Linked DNA regions of Mus musculus: region 2 is linked to region 1. Evidence: chromatin contacts called from public Hi-C data. All regions are on one chromosome and are shown on one strand. Each heading gives the region's core, a stretch centred on a gene start, on an enhancer-like site or on the middle of the called end of the contact. The rest is flanking DNA. Distances are from core to core; before and after follow the strand shown.

Region 1 (4,785 bases), core at 984-3,483:
TTCCTGATCTCTCTGGACACCAAGCTGATACCCAGAAAACTCTCCTACAGTCAAGTGGCAGAGATGGGAGGAGGGCCCATGGGGTCCTAGGCAGTGGACTCTCTTCCTTCATGGGCATTAACCCACTCTTCCTCCAGCATCAAAGCACTTGAAATGAGGGCTCCTTTTTATAAATGAGGAGGTTGAGGTTTTGAGGTGTTAAATATTTAGCTTAATATCTAGACTCTCTATCCATTCATCCATTTATCCATCCATCCATCCATCCATCCATCCATCCATCCATCCATCCATCCATCCTTCTATTCATCCAGGCATCCATCCATCCATCCTTCTATTCATCCATGCATCCATCCATCTATCTATCCATGCATGCATGCACCCATCCTTCTACCCATCCATGCATGCATACATCTATGCATCTGTCTGTCTGTCTGTCTGTCTGTCTGTTTGTCTGTCTATCTATCTATCCATCCATCCATTCTTCTATTCATCCATGCATCCATCCATCTATGCATCCATCTATCTATTCATGCATGCACCCATTCTTCTACCCTTCCATGCATGCATGCATGCATCCATCCATCATGCATGCACACCTCCATCTATCCATCCATCATGCATACATGCATGCATCCTTCTCTTGACTCATTCATTGTAGCCCACATTTGCCAAGTACCGGACAGAGCTCCTCCAACTAAGATAAACTTGGAAGTGCCCACCTTCCTACAGCCTAGTGTGTTGTAAAGCACAAAGGTCTCCGGGACCTCTGTAATTTTTCCCTATGAATCTAGCTGGCCAAGCCAATGCACAGAATTATTGCAGGGTGCACTGATGGTGCAGCCTTTTCTAGATTGGACTTCACTCTGCTGATTACCAGTCTCCACTTCCTCATCTGTGTAATGGAGGAAAACGGAATAATCCTTGTGGGGATGCTGGCAATATTTTAAAAGACAATCTGGAGGGAGCAGGAGAGATGGCTCAATGCTTCAAGCACTTGCTGCCCTCATATAGGACTTACAGAGTTTGGTTCCCAGCACTTACATGGTGACTCACATCTGTCTGTGACTCTAGTTGCAGGGTATTTGATGCTGTTTTCTGGCCTTTTGGGGCACTGCATGTACAAGGTGCACATACATACATACATACATACATACATACATACATACATGCAGGCAAACATTAAGACACATACCAAAAAAAAAAAAAAAAAAAAGGTCACAGTGAGTAGGGCTGGGAAGTGGCAGTGCATGCCTTTAATCCCAGCACTTAGAACACAGAGGTTTCTGTGAGTTCCAGGTCAGCCTAGTCTACAGAGCAAGTTCCATGATAGCCAGGGCTACACAGAGAAACCCTGTCTCAAACAAACGAACAAAAATGTAGTGGGTATAAAATCCCTTAGAGTCTCACTGAATGCTGGAGAGAGACTTCCCCAGGCAGTGGCAGATTTGACTTTCAGCTGTAACTATCAGTCTTGTTCTCCTGGTCTGGAGGGTGGGGAAGGGTACTATGAGTGGAACATGTGTTTTAGCAGAGGTAGCTTGGGGTCAAGGACTACCACACGTCTTACCTAACATCTAATCAGCCCTTGTTCAGGGCCTACAGTTTCAGCTGTTGGTTTATGGCACCAAATGTATTTTTAAATTCTTGTTGATCAGAAACCAGTTCCAAGTAAATGGAGCAGAACTTATGGTGGTCTTTCCATCTGAAGAATCCCAGGCTGCCACCCACCGAGGGCCATCAAGCCTTCTTGCTGTCCCTACAGGTTTGTGTGCAGGGTCCCAAGCTGTCCCTGGTGCTGGCCACACTAGAAATGGAAAACCTGGCAGGGAGTCTGAGGGTCAGATGCCTGGCAGAGAAGTCCTTACCAGAAGAGAAGAGGAAACTTCAGAGCTGATCTCTCTTCTTGTGGTTACCAGAGCAAAGACAAGGGACTGTCCCCTCTCACTTCATCCCCCCCCTTCTCTGTCCTCTCCCATGCCACAAACACACCCAAAGTTGCATAGATGTCTGTTGCAACCAGATGAGTGCCCTGCAACAAGTGGGCTTCTATTAAGATAAGAAGGGAATCCTCCCCCACAACCTCCTGTAGGGCCAGGCTACTCACCTACTGACACAGTAGAACGCAATCAGTCTGAAGATGTCCTCAAACACAAGAACTGAGCCTTCCAGGTACAGTACTGGGGAGAGACAAAAAAGGCCCTAGTAAGCATCCTCTAATGACAAAGGGGAGAGCTAACTGTTCTCCTCGATCTGGAAGGTGGCACATGCCAGCCATGTTCTCTGTGGGTCCCGGCACCTCCCACAGGACCCCACTATGTATCAGCTGCCAACCACAGTGAGAAATGGAGCTCACGGTGTCGATGTGCTGAGAGTTCAGGGGTTAAATGGCTGTGGCTGATATCAACGAATACACATTCACACATTCATCATTTTTGGTGAACAGGATTCTAAACGGAGAGTAGTTACAGATGTATAGCCAATTGCAAATGACAGTCTCAGTATGCACTGGCTTCCATGATGCCTAAATCAGGCCCACGACCACGTGCCTACCATATTTTGTTCCCTGAACTGAGGCGTCTACACTGGACTTCCCTGGGCCTCAGTATGCTGATGAACGTGTGAACTGAGTTGTTCTTGTATCTTTTCCATGCAATAGGAGCAAAATATGGTCCAAGTGGTCTTCCAAACTTAGCTTTGAACCCGGAACTGATAACCTGGCTCTGCAAGAATCCCTTTCCTGCTCCATGCCTCAGTTTCTCCCACCCTCCAAGGGAACAGCCCTTTCAATCTAAATATAGAGTCCTCTAGGTGATACCAGCCTGCTACCTAGTTTGCGAAGCCTAGGCCAGTTTTACACAGGTTTGGAGGTTGGAGAAGAAGGGCAGAGATTGACATAGATCAATATAGCAACTGCTTCCTCTTCACCCTGTAACCTAAGCACTGTTCTCAACAGCTCAGGCCACCTTAAAAATTTAATATTTGCCTATTTATGACAAATAGGTTGTGGCTTCCTGTTTGGTTAGATATAAGTATTTATGAAGAGATTAAAAAAAATCCTGCTCCTGATATTTCCACCCTCTGGGAATGTTGCTGGGGCTCCATCTCATAATCTTGAGGCTCTCCTGTCTATATTCTTATTATTTTCAAACTATGTTCATGGGCCTCCTCCCTAGAGGTCAAAAAGGGTGCCCTGAACCACAACCTGCTGGAATGTAGAACATGGAAGTAAGTATGAGAGAAATCATTTGTTCCAGGGCTTATATCTGGTACTGTACCTGCCTGGGGGCTTGCATGTGTGTCTGGCATTACATCACTGTGGCAAGAGCATGTCTCTATGAGCTTGTTGCACATAGCCTGTCTGTGCCTTAGTGTCTATAACTGTAAGCCAGGGTTACAAGTGTACCCATTTTCCAGGGCTGAACTGTGGCCCCCACAAAGATGCATTAAAGTCCTGATGCTTAGAACATGGCATGTGAACTTATTTGGAATGTTTGGTGTCCTTTCTATAAGAAGGCTTTGTGAGTAGACAGAACACCAAGGCACAGAGAAGGAATGACCATGTGAAGACGGGGCGGAGCCTGGAGCTGGGAGACCAGGAAACACTTGGGTCTAAGGCCTCAGAAGTAACCAGCCCCACCCCACCTTTGTTTAAGGTGTCTGGCCCCCAGAACCGTAAGAGAGTAAGTTTCTGTTGCTGAAAGTCATCTAGTTTGAATCCTTTGTTGCAACAGGAAGGAAAGAACACACCACCTTTTAAGTATGAAATAACGCAATTCTCAGGAGCTGCTTCTGATAGCCCAGGGAACTTCAAAATAATGGTAATGGCCCTGAATGGCAGTTTTAGCAGGTAAGACAAACAGAGAGGCCGTTGGTAGTGGGAGGATTCCATGCTACACATGGTTGCATGGAAGCAATAGGCTAAGTGGTGGGGGGGACCCTTTTCCCTCAGTTCTATGGTGTACTCCTCAGTCCTACCTCCTGTCTCTGCCCTTTGAGCCTGCAGGGCTCTCAGCCCTCAGTCTACCCTCTACTCCTAGCTTTGTTTATTTTCTCATTCTCATCGCTGCCTCTGTAGGGCCACACAGAGGCAGCGCTATGGGAGCCTTGGCCAGGTACCAGGTATCTTGGGGACCAGCAAGAGATCAGGGGCATCTTGCTTTCCTGCCTATGTGTCCAGCGTACAACTGGGCCATACACATAGCCAAGGTCCACAAAGAACAGGGTAGAATGGGTCTTCTGGTGTGTGAGCATACCCTGTCTGAGAGAGGATGGTTGCTTAGGCTGGTGTGTGTGTGAGCCTGGGTGGGGGAGAGGTGGTAGAGTTGGGGAGGTTGGAATGAGGGGTTCTGTGCTAAACCATAAACGGCTTATTTAGCAGAGTTCAGCAGCACTGTGCATGTTTACGCTGTTAGGCAACATGAGGTTTCCTCTAGATGTGGTGAAACATTCTTAAATGGTGTGACGGTTGCCCAACTCTGAACACACTAACACCACTGAATTATATGTTTTAAATGGCCAATCATACGATACCCAAACACAGTGAATAGACATGCCCGAATGAAGTTTAAATGAGACTGTTACTTAAAACAGATGAGGACGGTTCACTAGAGTGAGTTTGGCCTTCCTGCATCGTTTTGCTGAGATTTTTTTATTATGGGTAAGAATGACTTTTTTAAGTTAAACATATTTAGATGTATAGACAGTTGTGAGCTGCCATGTGGTTGCTGAGAATTGAACCTGGGTCCTCTGGAAGAGCAGCTAGTACTCTTAACCAGGGAGCCATTT
Region 2 (5,030 bases), core at 75-2,574, 120 kb before region 1:
ATCTTGGGCTTTCTTCACTAAATTGGCATCAGAGTTGTCTTTCCTTCCCTTCTATGCTAGGTCTTTTTATTCTGTGTGCATGCCCTTCTTTTGCCTTACACTGCTTCAGGTTGTTGCAACTGTTGTTTTAAAACATGTCTCTCCCTGCTGGGGAAGGGGGAGTGGGTGGATACACACAATGCCTGGTTTGCTCAATGATAAATTCCAATTCTAGCCCACACACAGGCACTCCTAGAAACACTACTGAAGTAATTCATCCTTATATGTCAAGTGTTGTGCAAACACTATCACTAAAAATAATATAATATAAAAATAAAATAATAAAAATAATATAGTAACATAATGCTCAGCTACATTATATGGCAAACTGTAAAGTCCTTTAGAAACAAATAAAGATGGATATGGCTTAGAAAGATCCTGGAACTTCGATGGCACCTCAGACACTGGAATCTAGGTCAACCTAGAGGTAAACCCACCTTTTAACCTCTCCGCTCTAACCTCGTCGGAAGTTAACTGTTTCAACACACTCTTTAGGAAACCCATTTAAGTGTGTATTTCAATTTATGAGAAACCAAATGAAAAAGGAATGTAACATGCCTTCTGACTTATAAAACGTTACACAAGCTCGATGTAAAAATTAGTGATGAGCGAGAGAAAAGTAGCTCTCCTAATAAAAAAAAGCCTGAAGACAATTAATGTCTTGCCTCCCATCTGAAAGTTAACGGGGCTTTAAAACATATCTTTCACGTGGATCGTAGACACTAAACCTGAGCTCTTATCTCAGTGACAGACTCCAAGAGGGGACTTCCCGTGGTGCAAAGCCACCGGGAAGGTCAGATGTCACACAGAGGCGGGGGTCAGGGGTCAGGCCCGGCGGTGTGACCACGGGTCCCCGAGAGGCGAGAACACATCGTACTGGGTCCCCAGAGCAGAGTCGGGGTGGAGGGCGGGTCAGCCTCGGTATCCGGAGGCTACGGGGCTCTGGCATCCCCTTCCTTGTCCCTGAGCGAAGACGAGCACGACAGCGCTCGGGAAAGGCGGAGACCGGGTCCCGCAGGCCAAGCCGTCCCGCCCGCGGCCTGGTCGCGCCTCACCTGAGGACGCCGAGCGGCAGCACCGCGGCCTCGTCGCCCGCCCGGGCCGCCACAGCAGCCCGCTGCTCCCGGACCTGCCGGCTAGCTCTTCCGGGAGACGTGGAAGGGCGGCGAGGACCTCAAAACAGAGTGGCCAACGAGCTGCCTGAGTGGCCGGAAGCTGAGCGCCGCCGGCCGCCTAGCAGGTCACTCAGGCGGCGGCGCCGGCGGCCGCGGGGCCCTAGCGCCAGGCCACGCCCCCTTCCGTCTGCCGCCGAACCGGGTGCCGCGCCAGCGTGCGTGTGACGTAACGCCGCCGGCACGCGGCCTCCACAACATTGCGGAGCACGCCCACAACGGGGGGCAGGGTCCCGAGCACCACAGGGGCGGGCCCAAGCCAAACTGGGCGGGGCATGAGCCGGCCCAGGCCTCTGAGCTCCTCCTCCCTTTCAAAAGTTTTACACGTGAGGATTTCGAGGCAGAGACTGGAACTGTCTAATCCCTGGGCCTGTGGGATGGTTCAGTAAATAGAGTACATAGATAAATAGCCAGGACTAACGGCCTGAGTTCTGAGTTCTGAGTTCATTCACAAAGCACACACACACACACACACACACACACACACACACACAAATTAAAAATACAAGGGCTGTGGAACAACATTATGAACTAACAGTACCCCGGAGCTCTTGACTCTAGCTGCATATGTATCAAAAGATGGCCTAGTCGGCCATCACTGGAAAGAGAGGCCCATTGGACTTGCAAACTTTATATGCCCAGTACAAGGGAACGCCAGGGCCAAAAAGTGGGAGTGGGTGGGAGGGTATGGGGGACTTTTTGGGATAGCATTGGAAATGTAAATGAGAAAAATACCTAATTTTAAAAAAACTGGGAAAGGGGATAACATTTGAAATGTAAACAAAAAAAATATCCAATTAAAAAAAAAATACAAGGGCTGGAGAGGTGGCTCAGTGGTTAAGAGCACTGGCTGCTTGCTCTTCCAGAGGTCCTGAGGTCAATGGCTCACAACCAACTGTAATGGGATGGGATCTGGTGCCCTCTCCTGGTGTGCCTGAGGGCAGCTACAGTGTACTCATATAAATGAAATAAATCTTTAAAAGAAAAAAAGAATACAATTTAAAGGGATGGGGTGAAGAACTCGGGAAGGGGGGACCAGTAAGGGGGGCAACATTTGGAATGTAAATACATAAAATAGTATAAGAAAAAAAATAAAAGAATACAATTTTTTAAAAAGAACCTGCTTTCAAGTGACAGAGATGGATTTTGCCTAAACTAATGAATCAACAATAGTTCAGAGCCTTTTGTAAACCAAGAGAAACAGGGAGAAGTATCCCGAGGTAGGAAAATAAGTCAGTTTGTGAGGGTTCCTTGTAGAAAAGATAACTTGAACTGAGACTATTATTCAATAGTGCTATAGTTATATTTTGCATACAGCTCACAGACTTTTTGAAATGGGTTTTTAAAAAGAAAATCTGTGTTCAATAATTCACTGAAGGCTACATCTACTGGGTAAACAGGACCAGGCTAATTTCGCCAACTGAAAAGCCTATGGTAAATTCTCAAGTAAGTGCGTTTGGGCATTGAGGAAACTAAGACTCAGAGATGTTAAATAATCTGGTTCCAATATTATCTGTCCTTAAAAGGGAGGTGTCCATCTCACTCCAAAGTCTGTGCCCCTAGACTCAAATTTTTATTGTCTCTGCATTGAATATGGGGAATAACTACAAGCCATTTTCTTCCTATTAAGTCAGGTTTAATCCAACTCAGTAGTGAGACTAACTCCCAGCAGAAGCCGAAAATCACTGTTGCTGTGATCTTAGAGCCCTTCTTAAGTGGAGAACAGTTTCAGGATCCTTGAGCGGCTCCATTCTCACAATGCCGTAAGGAGTGTCTTGCTCTTATTGTGTGGTAACTGGCATTGCAGTTCTCAACTAATTCTAACTAAGCTGTTCTTCCTGTTAAGGGCTATTTATCATCAGTGGTTGCTAGGTGACTGTCCTACATCCCAAGATGGAGATATCCTTTCCAGCTCCACTGATGACAGTTTGATCATATGATCTACCATTCACTGCTGGAATGTAGACAGGCCTAACTATATACAAGCCTAAACGTTCAGAGTTAGGCAATGGTGTGTTTCCTCCAGTTCTTTTTCTTCTTGAGAGAGAGCAGCTCCAAGCTAGGGTTATTCTGCTAGACTGAGTCCTGAAAGGAAGAAAATGAAGCAGTAAATAGTCCACATCTAACATGTGGTCAGTTAGAAATAGTTCTTTGCAGTTACGGGCTAGTGAGATTTAAGACTGGCTTTTCCACAGCCTAACTAATGAAACCTAATACATCACCCTATTTTACAGATAAAGCACAAAATGCAGTAAGGTGTAAATGCAAACAAGTTATTTTTCTCTTGCTGTAAGAAGTTGAGACAGAATCAAATCTTCCTCAATGAAAATATTGGCCGTGGACAGGCTGCCAAAAAGTATTTTGAGGACTGGGGCTGTAGCTCAGATGATAGTGTGCTTGAGTTATAGGTATGAAGCACTGAGTTTGATCACAAACACTGCATAATTTGGGCCTGATGGTGTATGCCTATAATCCTACCACTTGGGAGATTGAGGACAAAGGATAAGAAATCATAGACATGTTCAGCTACGTGACAAGTTCAAGGCCAGCCTGGGATACACGAGACTGTAACCTGTCAGCTGAAACAAACACTTTCCTCCCAAGTTGCCTTTGGTTGTGGTGTTTACCACAGCAACAGAACCCCTCAAATGGATACAGGTCATGAAACGTTGAGCAAAATAAACTCTTCCCTTGAGTTGCTTCTTGTCAGCTATTTGATCACAGCAAGGGACAGAGAAGTTAATAAAGATGTCCCCATCTAAAAGGAGAGAGTGATGGAGAGGAAAATATCACAGAAAATAATAGTCCCAAACTCCCCAAGTTTGATGAAAACATTAATATGTATATCCAAGAAACCCAGTCATCTCTGAAGAAAATAAATACAGAATTCCACTTGTGTACATGAAAGATGGAGAAAAAAATTATAAAGGTGAGGCTGGAGAAATTGCTTAGTGGTTAAGAGCACTGGTTATTCTTCCAAAGGGTGCAGGTTCAATTCCCAGCACCTACATGACAGCTCATAACAGTAACTACAGGCTTAGGGGATCTGATGCCTTCTTCTGGCATCTAAGGCACCAGGAACACATGGGTTGTGTTGTAGGGACATGCATATTGGCAAAGTACTCATACACATAAAAACCAATTAATTGTAAAAAAGAAAATATTAAAAGTGAAAGTGACTCATTGCCTAGGGGAGAGGAAAGATGAGTGCTGACTTCTGATCAGACATGGTGGGCTACAGCAGTGGGATAATGTATGTGAACACTGAAGGGCAGAAAGACATAGTCCAAAATTTGATTTCTAGAGGTGGTGGTGGCACATGCCTTTAATCCCAGCACTCAGGAAGCAGAGGCAGGTGGATCTCTGTGAGTTCTGGGCCAGCCTGGTCTATAGAGTGAATTCAGGACAGAGAAACCCTGTCTCAAAAAAAAAAACAAAAGAAGAAGAAAAAGAAGAAGAAGAAGAAGAAGAAGAAGAAGAAGAAGAAGAAGAAGAAGGAGGAGGAGGAGGAGAAGGAGGAGGAGGAGGAAAGAAAGAAAGAAAGAAAGAAAGAAAGAAAGAAAGAAAGAGAGAGAGAGAAAGGAAGGAAGGAAGGAAGGAAGGAAGGAAGAAAGAAAGAAAGAGAGAGAGAGAGAAAGGAAGGAAGGAAGGAAGGAAGGAAGGAAGAAAGAAAGAAAGAAAGAAAGACCCATATAAATAGTAACAAGAATGTCCTTCAAAAATGGTGTCCAGAGCTAACAAGATGGTTCAGTGGCTAAAGAACACTTGTTGCCAATCTTAGAAACCTGCATTAAATCTTCAGGAGCCACAAAGGTGGAG

Evidence for each region. A called contact is a pair of places that touch in the nucleus more often than the background predicts.
Region 2: a contact with region 1 is called in a Hi-C map of the Ba/F3 cell line, with 6 times the contacts expected there. The contact joins the promoter of Golga5 here to the enhancer-like site in region 1. A contact is called at or near these places in 2 of 39 promoter capture datasets (the C10 cell line and neutrophils), 3 of 15 datasets of contacts at CTCF or cohesin (embryonic stem cells, large pre-B cells and pro-B cells), 16 of 484 Hi-C or Micro-C datasets (the Ba/F3 cell line, CD4 T cells, ECoMG-derived neutrophils and 9 more), 4 of 115 datasets of contacts at active chromatin or transcription factors (the HPC-7 cell line, bone marrow-derived dendritic cells, bone marrow-derived macrophages and 1 more) and 2 of 9 other capture datasets (adipose tissue and liver).

The regions. Positions count from the first base shown.
Region 1 is chr12:102,348,274-102,353,058 of GRCm38.p6, reverse strand. Rin3 (Ras and Rab interactor 3) reads right to left here. Exons shown (of 10, transcript NM_177620.4): 4 at 2,105-2,177. Among named protein-coding and RNA genes, the nearest start is that of Rin3, 68 kb to the right of the region's middle. Within about 2 kb of position 2,233, at least 36 of the 459 cell types and tissues checked have an H3K27ac peak or open chromatin away from gene starts, as enhancers often do. A contact at or near this core is called in the Ba/F3 cell line, ECoMG-derived neutrophils, the G1E-ER4 cell line and 2 more, where this site is marked.
Region 2 is chr12:102,465,428-102,470,457 of GRCm38.p6, reverse strand. Golga5 (golgi autoantigen, golgin subfamily a, 5) reads right to left here and starts at 1,324. Exons shown (of 13, transcript NM_001199004.1): 1 at 1,095-1,324. It overlaps Gm30198 (a long non-coding RNA gene), which reads right to left. Exons shown (of 3, transcript XR_381856.1): 3 at 2,582-3,296.